3 separate regions of the Mus musculus genome follow, and regions 1 and 2 are each linked to region 3. A link is a contact called in public HiChIP or PLAC-seq data. All regions are on one chromosome and are shown on one strand. The core of a region is the stretch at or near the end of the contact, and the rest is flanking DNA. Distances in the headings are between cores, read along the strand shown.

Region 1 (3,376 bases), core at 337-2,836, 1.0 Mb before region 3:
TGCAGAGAACTCACAAGGAATTTGCCAATGTGGCCTTGGCTGGATCCCCTTTTATACTCAGAAATTAAGCCTGATTGGGCAGAGCTGAGAGGCTCCTGTCTGTCTGAAGTGAATGGATGTGGAAGAGACTGGCTCAGGGTGGGGGGAAGGTAAGAGACAGGTCAAGGCTCAGGAAAAGCCTGATGGTAGGAGGCCAGCTGAGGAAGACCCACCAGAAGTTCTGGGGGAACAGAGGAGGGGTGGCAAGATGAGGGAGGGACTGAGGAGTCAGGAGGTGAGGTGGGCAAGGGCTGGCCAGCCATTGTCAGGACAAAAGTCAGTCATAATCTTCATAAATTGGGCCTTTTAAAAGTCACAGCTTCTGAGTGAAACGTACAGAAACTGGACTTCTGAATCACACAGAAGCTGTCTTCTCGGAGCCTGGCCCAGTACTCCTGGGCAGGAGAACAGCCTTGGAGATAATGGGGTCTACTCCCCATTCACTGTCTGTGTTGTGTTCCTGGGGAGGCTTCCTGTCTGCAGATGACTCCTTCTGACTGAGATAAGTTCACTGAGAAACCAACCCTGCCAGTTTGTAAAAGTTTTTCTCCAGACATTTCTTAACCAGTTCTCTCTCTCTCTCTCTCTCTCTCTCTCTCTCTCTCTCTCTGTGTGTGTGTGTGTGTGTGTGTGTGTGTGTGTGGAGAGAGAGAGAGAGAGAGAGAGAGAGAGAGAGAGAGAGAGACATTCTCTGTGTAGACCTGGTGGAAGTTGCTCTGTAGACCAGGCTGGACTAGAACTCAAGAATTTGCCTACCTCTGCCTCCCTATACTGGGATTAAAGTGAGCCACCATGCCCAGGTAACCAATCAGGGTTGTTAAGAAACTATGAATGGGGCTGGAGAGATGGCACAGCAGTTAAGAGGTGGTACCACCTTTGCAGAGGACCTGAGTTCAGTTCCTAGCACCCACACTGAGTAACTCACAATTCCCTCTTAAGTCTTGCTGGAAGGGATCCCACACTTTTCCTGACTCTGTGGGCCCTATATTCAAGTATACACACCCACACAGAGATGCAAACATAAAAATAATAAAAGTAATTTTAAAAAATCTATGGATAGAGGAAGGTGTGGTACCTAGCATTTACCATGCCCTGCATCCCTGAGGCTGAGAAAGGAGGATTGCCTCACGCTGGAGTCCAACCTGAGCTTCGGAGTGAGTTACAGGTAAGCCTGCACTCCATTGAGGCATGGTCTTTTAAAAAAGAAAAAACAAAATAAAACAGAATAGAAACAAATGCAAATAACTAAGGAAGAATAAAGATTTGTACTATACCAAAGCTCAAGCGATCTGACCTTTCCTCAGGTCAAAAAAAATTTTTTTTTTTAAAGAATGATTGTTGATCTACTTATGTGTTTCATTGTCGTTGACATTGTTGCGTTTTCCTAAGTTTTGGATTTCCTTTGCCTTCTCCAAGGTGTTTTCTGCGCGGTGCGGCTGGGTTGCTGCATCTGTACAATTTCTCCACAGGCCAATGGGGACCAGGAGGCCTGGGATGGTGGGTGCGCGGTGCGTCCTCCTGGCTTCCTGCAACGTGGACGCGCGCGCGCGTGCACAGCGGTGGCGGCGACGACGCGCAGGACCAGGCCCACACTCCCGGGCGGCAGTGGGCGGCGGTCTTGCACCCCGAAGCTCGCACGCGCCCGGCTTCCTCCTTCCGGCGTGGCTGCACCCCTGCACCCTGCAGGAGGGTAGGCGGGTAGCGGTGCGGAGGTCTGGGCAGAGCCCGCCTCCGGGGCTCCGGGGACGCCCACAGGCCCCGCGAGGCCCGAGCAGAGCGCCAGCGGCTGGGAGGAGCGCGAGCGCCGATGTACGAGGGTGAGCTGGGAACTCGGGGGTGGCGGGTCTCAATGAAGTGCTGTCCCCCACCCCTTTGCCGGGTAGACAGAAGGGTGGTGGACTCGGTTTTCCTCAGCGAGCTACCTCGGTGTGTGCTGTGGCGACTTAAAGACGTCCCTGGATGGAGAGATTCCTGGGAAGAGCCTTCATCACTTAATTATGCAACGAGGCGGCGTCCTTGTGCTGGATGCAGTGATGAATGGAATCGATGATACTTGAACCATCCATCGTCTACCTTTGCCACCCTGGGATGGAGACTTGCGTTTGTAAATGTGGGGTGGGGTGGAAAGAGGAGAATGTTTTCCCACTTGGGTCCCAGGAGCGTGCTGGGAAGGAGGACTGGAGGGAGGAACCTGTGCAGCCTTTGCGAAGGAGCGCACGGTTGAGCGCGGCTCCCGGGGCGCTAGGGGAAGGAGTTCTGCCTGCGAGCAGGTCCTGCTTGCTGGCCCATACCTTCACCAAGAGGTCTGTCAGAAGTTGGAGGTCTAGGCATCAATTACTGCACTTTCTGGCTGGAAAGATGAAACAGGTTTTCCAAAAGCTGGTGCTTTTTCGTTCTCCAAGTCTATTCAAGGCAGGAAAGGGCAGGGCAGTGAATACAAAGTAGCTCAGCCAGGCAGGTTCTGGTTAGCCACAAGGAGTTGGGTTTTTGCGCTGGTCTATTGGAACTGCCAGAGCAGGATATGTCTTGAGACATTCTTAAAGTGAGACAGCTCAGCTTCGTTCCCGCTTGCTGATCACTAGCCACGACTTCATCTTTTCTAAGTGACTGGGTTAAAAAGAAAAGACACAAAGAGAGAAATGACTTTCTACCTTCAGTGGTCCCCAGGATAATTAGGACATAGTTTATCTTAAAGCAGAATTGGAGTTTCAAGATGAAAAGAAAAATCTTCACATGTTTGCTCTTGACCCTCAAGAACAGAAGAAATTCCCAAGAAAGCCGCCCCCTCCCGGAAAGGAAAATAGAGTTTTGTTTGTTTGTTTGTTTGTTTTGTTTTTGCAAAGTTGAACAAAGAGCATCAGAAAACACTTGCAAGTATTCTGTGCCACTTGCAGTAATATTTGGGTCCGTTTTGAAGAATTAGGAGAGAGCCAGGAGTACGGTGGGGAGAGAGGACTGACTATATAAGACCCTGAACTTGAGATCTTCTGAACCAGACAGTTTTCTCATCACACAGTCTGGAATTGCTTAAGCTATGTGAGGCGAACTTACCATTAATTTTAATACTGAGGTTTTCCTGTTTTAGAATAAAGGCCATTGTTTGTTTATTGTGCCAACAGCCCTACCTATGATTTCTCTAATGCCACCAGGTTGACGTTTATTCCATTATTCATTTATCAAGTGACGTTTGTCTAGAATCTGCCAGATGCTAAGGCTTGACAGAACCCAGAGTGTATCTGTCATTGGAATAACTCATGGTTCTGTATAAAAAATTATTTACCCAACATTTAGCAAATAAAACAGTGGAATTGGATTATTCATGATAAAATATATTTCA
Region 2 (3,571 bases), core at 735-3,234, 1.0 Mb after region 3:
GGTAAGGAAAGGATCAGCCGACTTACACATTGTAGACAAACGCTGTGCCTACTTTGGCACAAGCGTAAAAGATGAGAGAGACCAGCCAGTGCTGTCATGGTGCTCAGTCGGGGAGGTCACATGGGCGTAGATCTCTCTCTTACATTCACTGAAAACTGAGTTTTCTGAGAACCAAGCTTTGCTTTGTCGTGCTTTCTGTTTATTTCAGCATTTCTTTCACATAGTATAACAAGATTAGAGCCTGGTGTGTCTTTAGAGAAGTCATTTTCCTCCAGTTAGGCTGTGCTGAATGTTAATGTGTATTTTATTCATTTCTCTTCCAAGATCTATTCTCTCTTTAAACACTGTGGTCCTTCCCAGTGTGTGATAGCAATTCAGGGAGCTCCAGATGTGATCCCCTGACCATGCACAGAAGGCCCACATTCAGGCCCTCCTGTCTGTCATGTAACTGAGAAAACAGCCTTCCTGATATCATGACACCCATGTGCCTCAGATATCTTCAAAGGGAGGCTTGCATGAGCTTCCTTGGTAGTTGATGAGTGGGAGCCATTTGTATCAGCTTGACATTTGCTCTAGTGAATGTATACACAAAATATCCAGTTGCTATGTACTAGCCGGTTTCCCCTCGCTTGTTGGCATGCTCTGACTGCTCAATATGTCTTGGAATCTTTTTTTTAAAAAAAGACAAAAAACCAAGGTCTCACACGTGGCTCTGAACTCACAGAGATCTACCTCAGCTTCCTAGGTACTGGGATTATAGGCATGCACACCACACCTGACATAATTACTGAGTGCTAGTTTGACCTGAATATCATGAGAAAAGACTAAACATGTATTAAGAATAGATGCAAGCATCAGATCCCATTACAGATGTTTTGATCCTCCAGGTGGTTGCTGGGAATTGAACTCAGAACCTCTGGAAGATCATCAGTCAGTGCTCTTAACCACTGAGCCATCTCTCCAGCCCTGCTTTCCCATTTCTTAAGTCATCTTTGAATTAGCAGTAGTTAGTAACTAGTACTAAAGTGGCTAGTATAAATAAGTTCATTACAAGGCAATGATTTTGAATAATTTTTTCATCTTAAGTTACCTGAATGAACTTTAAGTATTTTATTGTGATTTTTGTTTGTTATTTATTTATTTGTTATTTCCTTAGACAAATGAGTTTTACCTGATGATTCAGGTTTATTTTTAAGAGTGCACAGTTCAGACTCCTTGTGTAAAGTGGCTCACCAACTTTACATTTGTTCACTATTAGTGCAGTATGTTTTGCAGTGATAACTCTGAATGTAAATTCTCTCTCTCATTTGGCAATGCTTAAAGTATTGCATTTGAAGTGAAAGAATCATTTTTTTTCAACATGTATTTTAAGATCTTCCTGCTTATAACAACTGTATCTCAGCAAAAAAACATGACTTGTTCTTTCTGGTACGGTTTTGCAAGGCTGCTACCACAGAGAGCATGCTACGGTGTGGCCCCTCAGGAACCGCTGCAGCAAGGGAGCATGTCTGGACATGGCCGTGCTTCCATTGTTGCTGTCTCACAAGGTAGACAGTGAAGGAAAGCCCTCTGAGGCCTCAGCTCACAAGGCCAGCTCTCTAGCTCCGCAGACAGATCATACCCTAGAGAAATTCTCACAGGTGGGGAAGTGAGCCTGAGTGTGGCCACGAGCAGCTGGGGCTCCAGCTGCACTCCTGCTGCCTGCCTGCCTGCCACGTGTGCTCCGTGGCTTCCCTTGCTCGGGTGGTAAAATCGTGCAATAAAAGCAAAAGAAACTTCCTTCCATTTGCAGCTTAGCTCACAGTTCTAGCTGTTCTTTGTTTACTCTCAAAATGCTTACATATGCTTGAGGGGATGGAGAGGTCTGTGTTTTAGACGGTTGCTACTAACAGTAAGCTTATTGATAAGTAAGGAATTGCTGTGAGCAGATCTTCTGGTTCCCAGCCCAGTCTTCAGCGCACAGTGAAGCAGATGAGAAGCTCATGCTGGGAGAGCAGAGGTGCAAGGATTCCAGCAGTGCTTCTGCGGGAGGGAGGGAGCAGTCCTTAGGGTGCCCCAGCCTGTGAGGTCTTGCTAGCCCCCAGGGCTAATGGCAGTGCGTGGGAGAGTGAGCTGCCCTGGCAGGCCCTGGAGTTACTCTAATCTTCTTAAGTCCCTGCCATAGCAAGCACCAGGCTGCAGGCCAGTGTCCTTTTTCATATTCTTCTCACTTCTGTTGTGGCTTCAAGGGACTCACATTTGATGCTCAGACTGGGAAGAGTTCTCCTTTATAAGGATCAGCCTCGACTGGGGAGGAATCTAGTGCCCTGCCGGCCGTGAAGCAGGCATGAGCTTCACAGGTGGAGGATTGTCCTGGGGGGAGGGGGGGGGATAAGTGGGCTTTGATGTCAAGTTCACACAGCCCCAATGATTTGATACTTAGAATTAAGGTTACTGTGCAATTTGTATACCAGGATGTCAGACAAGTGGCCCTGTACCGAGTCAGGAGCCTGGCTTCAGTCCTCTCGGTACCCGACTGTTGAAACATTGCGTTATACTCTGAGGCTTTCTTTCTTTTTTTTTTTTTTAGATTTGCTTATTTATTTATTTATTTATTTATTTATTTATTTATTTATTTATTATATGTAAGTACCCTGTAGCTGTCCTCAGACACTCCAGAAGAGGGAGTCAGATCTCGTTATGGATGGTTGTGAGCCACCATGTGGTTGCTGGGATTTGAACTCCTGACCTTCGGAAGAACAGTCGGGTGCTCTTACCCACTGAGCCATCTCACCAGCCCGAGGCTCTCTTTATTAGAACAGTGCGGATAGAATTGATATCTTTGAATTCTTTCAGTTAAAATGATTTGTATCATTGAGGATAATTTAAAAAAATAAACCTTATAAAGTGTTCAATTTAAATATATACTAAAAATACACCATTTAGTGGGGTGTTTGTTTATTTGTTTGTTTGTCTTAACTTTAAGTTTGTGTAGATAGACCTGATTTCCTAAGTTGTAAGCATCCGAGCCTCACTTCCAAGTTCAGTGCCTCTGTAGTGAGCCTCAGTCCCTAGTGCTCACTAGAGTGCAGCCTTACCCTTTGACAGTGGACCGTGCTTACCCTGCCAAGCTGGGGAGAAACACTGCAGAGGCCACATGGGGTCACAGTGCCCTGAGGTGTGCTCACTCTTCCTACTAGGACACAGTTTCAGGGCACCTTTGTGTGTGGCTTTCTTCAAGATGGATGAGTCTTGAGATATCTTCTTGTCCTCTTATCTTAGAAAGTAGGCTTTCATGTAGAGAAGGAGACCTTTAGGTTTCCCATGTGTGAGTTCGTCCTGAGGTGTCATACTTAGTCATCTCATACTTTGCCATCACTGCATTTCATACAGTGTTCTTGTGAAAGTCGGGCTTTGCTCTTGTCTTATTTCACTTACAGCTACTAGTATTACGCCTTACGTTTGTGTATGCTTTTCTTTCTACCTAAACTACTAGACTAAAATAACAGGTTTGTTTTCTTCGCAGAGTGTTCGACCAACACCACAAAATGACGCTATCACGGTACATTTTAAACCAGTTACGTTAAAAGCT
Region 3 (3,269 bases), core at 296-2,795:
GACAGTTTAACATGTCTTCTTTCAAGTGTACAAGGATTCCTAAAAGATATGTCAAACTGGAGTTTACCTTGATACATTAACTATGGTCCACAATTAACCAGCCAATGGCTGACAGAGTCTGCAGTAACTATAAGGCATGCTTTGTCCTTGACAGTTGGGATTCATCAGTGAACTACATAAAGGTGACAAGAGTCACAGGGAAGGGAGACACATTGCCAGAATAAAGACTGTAAATCTGTGTGAGTCATGTTTAAATAGGACTACTAAAATAGTTACACGTGAGTCATTTTAAGGAGTTAAACTAAATGATTATTATGTATCGTATCACAAATTATTTTAGTTATCAGAACACAATCTCCCCACCCTCAGACACGATGAGTGTGTAGCCCTGGATCTCCTGAAACTACCTCTGTAGACCAGGCTGACCTTGAGCTCACAGAGATCTATTTGCCTCTGCCTCTGGGTTGAAGGCCTGACATACCTTCTGAGACAGACTGTAGCTGACAGACAAAATGAAACAATCTAACTTTTGAAAACCTGGTAGAATTCTGTTTCTACAGTGTTACTTTGCATAGCGACCCACACCCATATTTTACTTTTTTAAATGAAAAACTTTTTATACAATGCATTTTGATCACGTTCCTTCCTCTCCCCGTTTTTTTCAGATCCCACCACCTCCCTATCCACCCAACTTTATGTTCTTTCTTTAAAAAACCAAAACCTATGAAAACTAAAGTCAAAATAAGTAAAAGATCAACGAGACAAGACCAAAAAAGAAAAAAAAAAAAAAGCCCGTGGAGTTTGTTTTGTGTTGGCCACCTACTCCTCTGTAGGCGCCTGGGCTAGGATGTGGTTGATATACCCAACTACACTCTATTTTAACAGCTTTAGCTGAGCAAGGGATGGAACTCACTCAGTCTAGGTTTGAACTGTACCGCCGAGCAATCCACCCCCAGCTCTCTGCTTTCATCTTCATTACTGGTGTTATAATTATTTCCTCAGGAGGCTCTTACTTCCATGCTCTGGGAGACACTTCTGCAACTGCCAACACATGCTTCTCCCTGACAGAGTGTAAAGCAAGACCTAACTACAGGCCTACCTTCCTCACAAGGCCTTACCAAAACTATTTGCTATCCTCCTAATAACGCGATCCAAACCTGGAAGTGATTACGAACTTTTAAGCAAGCTTTACTCTTCGGGAGCAGGCACGCGACTAGCACTGAATGTCTTGTTTAGTTTACCCTACGCCGTATTAGAAATCAACTGTTCCCAATAATGAAATTACGTCCGGAGCACCAGGTGTAATCTGCAGAGCTTTCAGAACCAATAGGAGGGGCCCATGGGACGCACGCGTGCTCTCCGCAGCACCCACTCCTGCTCAGCGTGTGCCTCCACAACCCGCAAAGAATTCACTGGAACTGCTTCCGGCTTCACTCACCTGCCACTTCCGGTCGCGCCCGCAGCAGCTTTTTCTGCAAATTAAAACTCAATCAACCCACGTGGAACCCAGAACACTCAGCCCTCTAGACGCAGTTGCTGGGGAGTCCTCCCCAGCCCCGCCCAAGAGACCCGCCCTCAAGAGGCCACGCCCCCGTAAAGCTCGCCCCCTGGATAAGCCACACCCCCAGGAGGTCGTGGCTAAGCCTGAAATAGAAGCAAATATTTTTAAGGTTATTTCCTTCAGGCCAATGCATTTAGAACTAGATTCATTGAAAGGACAAAGTCCACTTACCAAAATATGTAAAGACGAGCTGGGTGATTCCTATGCTGGTTTCTTTCAGCAAGAGTTGGCTAAACTGTGTGGTCCAAAATGGTCTGTTCACACTCAGGAGGTGCTGTCTAGCTGCTGGGGCGGTTCGATTCAAGGCACTTGGAAGCGCTTCAACCGCATTCCTATGGCCCCAGGAACAACAAAGCCAGACTAGAGTTAAGGAATGAGATCACGGACCCACTTCTTGATGAGCAGAGCCCAAAGAATTTGTGGTCATTCCTCGCTCTTCCACAGAAACCAGTCTCTCCTCCTTCAGTTAGAATGGAAGCCTCTCCAGCCTTGCCTCCTGGTACTGCTAACGCAGTAAATGAGCAGAGTTAATTCAGGGTATATAAATTAGCTGCACCACAGACAGGACTCCTGTCTGTTACTGCAACTTTGATGAGATCAGTCTTCAGCTGGATGGTATTATGAGGGTGGGAAGGGATACTTTTCCATTCGTCATTGTAGGAATTTTGCTAGTTATCAAAATAGCCCCACATTGTGTTGCCCTTAGTAGGGCTCCTAAATTAGTAGTCTGCTTCTATATTGTATTCTTTGAAATCTGAGAAGGGACAGTTTTTTTCTGTTGTTGTTGTTCTGTTTTGTTTTTGTTTTTTGTTTTGTTTTGTTTTAATTTCCTTCAATGACCTTCCTTCATTCTCCACTGTCTGCTCTAAGATGTCTGTCTTTGGACCAGTTATCCTCTTTTTCTACTTCTTCAGCTTCTCCACTGGAATGTCCAATAACACTCTAACCTGCTTTATAGTCCTCTGGTGATGGCAATTCTCCTTTCCTGCATTTTATTCTGTCTCCTCCCCCGCTCCCAATCCCCAAGACAGGGTTTCTCTGTGTAGCCCTGGCTGTTCTGGAACTCATTTTGTAGACCAGGCTGGCCTTGAATGCACAGAGATCCACCTGCCTCTGCTTCTGGAGTGCTGAAATTAAAAGTGTGCTCCACCATGCCTGGCTCTGTCTGCTCTTCTTAAAACTTCTATTTGAGTGTGAGTTAGGGTCTCCCCCTGTAAGGCAGGCTTGCCTGGAACTCGCTATGTGGACCAGACTGGCCTCACAGAGAGCTTTCTGCCTCTGCCTTCCAAGTGCTGGGATTAAAGGTATTAGCATGGGCTTCTTTCATTTAATCACCATATTAAGGCTGAGATAACACACATTATACAGCAAATCAATCTGTATGTATGTATGTATGTATGTATGTATGTTACAAAATGTATTAGTCAGGGTTCTCTAGAGTCAGAGAACTTATAGTCTGTCTCTCTATAGTAAGGAAATCTATTATGATGACTTACAGTCTGTAGTCCAACTCCCCAACAACGATCAGCTGTGAATGGGAAGTCCAAGGATCTAGTAGCTGCTTAGTCCCACAAGGCTAGTAGATTCAAACAGTTGTGTTGGCAAGTAAACACAAGCAGGCAAAGAGAAGCGAATCTTCCTTCTTCAAATGTCCTTATGTAGGTCTCCAGCATGAGGTGTGGTGCAGATTAAAGGTGTGTACCACCAC

Evidence for each region. HiChIP or PLAC-seq counts read pairs in DNA pulled down with a chosen protein or histone mark.
Region 1: a contact with region 3 is called in an H3K27ac HiChIP or PLAC-seq map of regulatory T cells, with 7 times the contacts expected there. The contact joins the promoter of Chst10 here to the promoter of Lipt1 in region 3. A contact is called at or near these places in 1 of 39 promoter capture datasets (the 3T3-L1 cell line), 1 of 484 Hi-C or Micro-C datasets (CD4 T cells) and 1 of 115 datasets of contacts at active chromatin or transcription factors (regulatory T cells).
Region 2: a contact with region 3 is called in an H3K27ac HiChIP or PLAC-seq map of embryonic stem cells, with 4 times the contacts expected there. The contact joins the enhancer-like site here to the promoter of Lipt1 in region 3. A contact is called at or near these places in 6 of 39 promoter capture datasets (the C10 cell line, the HPC-7 cell line, HPC-7-derived erythroid cells and 3 more), 4 of 115 datasets of contacts at active chromatin or transcription factors (T-cell acute lymphoblastic leukemia, embryonic stem cells and pro-B cells) and 1 of 9 other capture datasets (embryonic stem cells).

The regions. Positions count from the first base shown.
Region 1 is chr1:38,896,370-38,899,745 of GRCm38.p6, reverse strand. Chst10 (carbohydrate sulfotransferase 10) reads left to right here and starts at 1,586. Exons shown (of 7, transcript NM_145142.2): 1 at 1,586-1,856. It overlaps Gm51581, which reads right to left and starts at 3,136. Exons shown (of 3, transcript XM_030243909.1): 1 at 3,091-3,136; 2 at 2,113-2,344; 3 at 796-2,029. The coding sequence starts at 3,136. The coding sequence ends at 1,396.
Region 2 is chr1:36,829,609-36,833,179 of GRCm38.p6, reverse strand. Tmem131 (transmembrane protein 131) reads left to right here. Exons shown (of 41, transcript NM_018872.2): 12 at 3,506-3,571. Among named protein-coding and RNA genes, the nearest start is that of Zap70, 70 kb to the right of the region's middle. Within about 2 kb of position 1,984, at least 82 of the 459 cell types and tissues checked have an H3K27ac peak or open chromatin away from gene starts, as enhancers often do. A contact at or near this core is called in T-cell acute lymphoblastic leukemia, embryonic stem cells, pro-B cells and 1 more, where this site is marked.
Region 3 is chr1:37,870,495-37,873,763 of GRCm38.p6, reverse strand. Lipt1 (lipoyltransferase 1) reads right to left here and starts at 1,545. Exons shown (of 2, transcript NM_001037918.4): 1 at 1,439-1,545.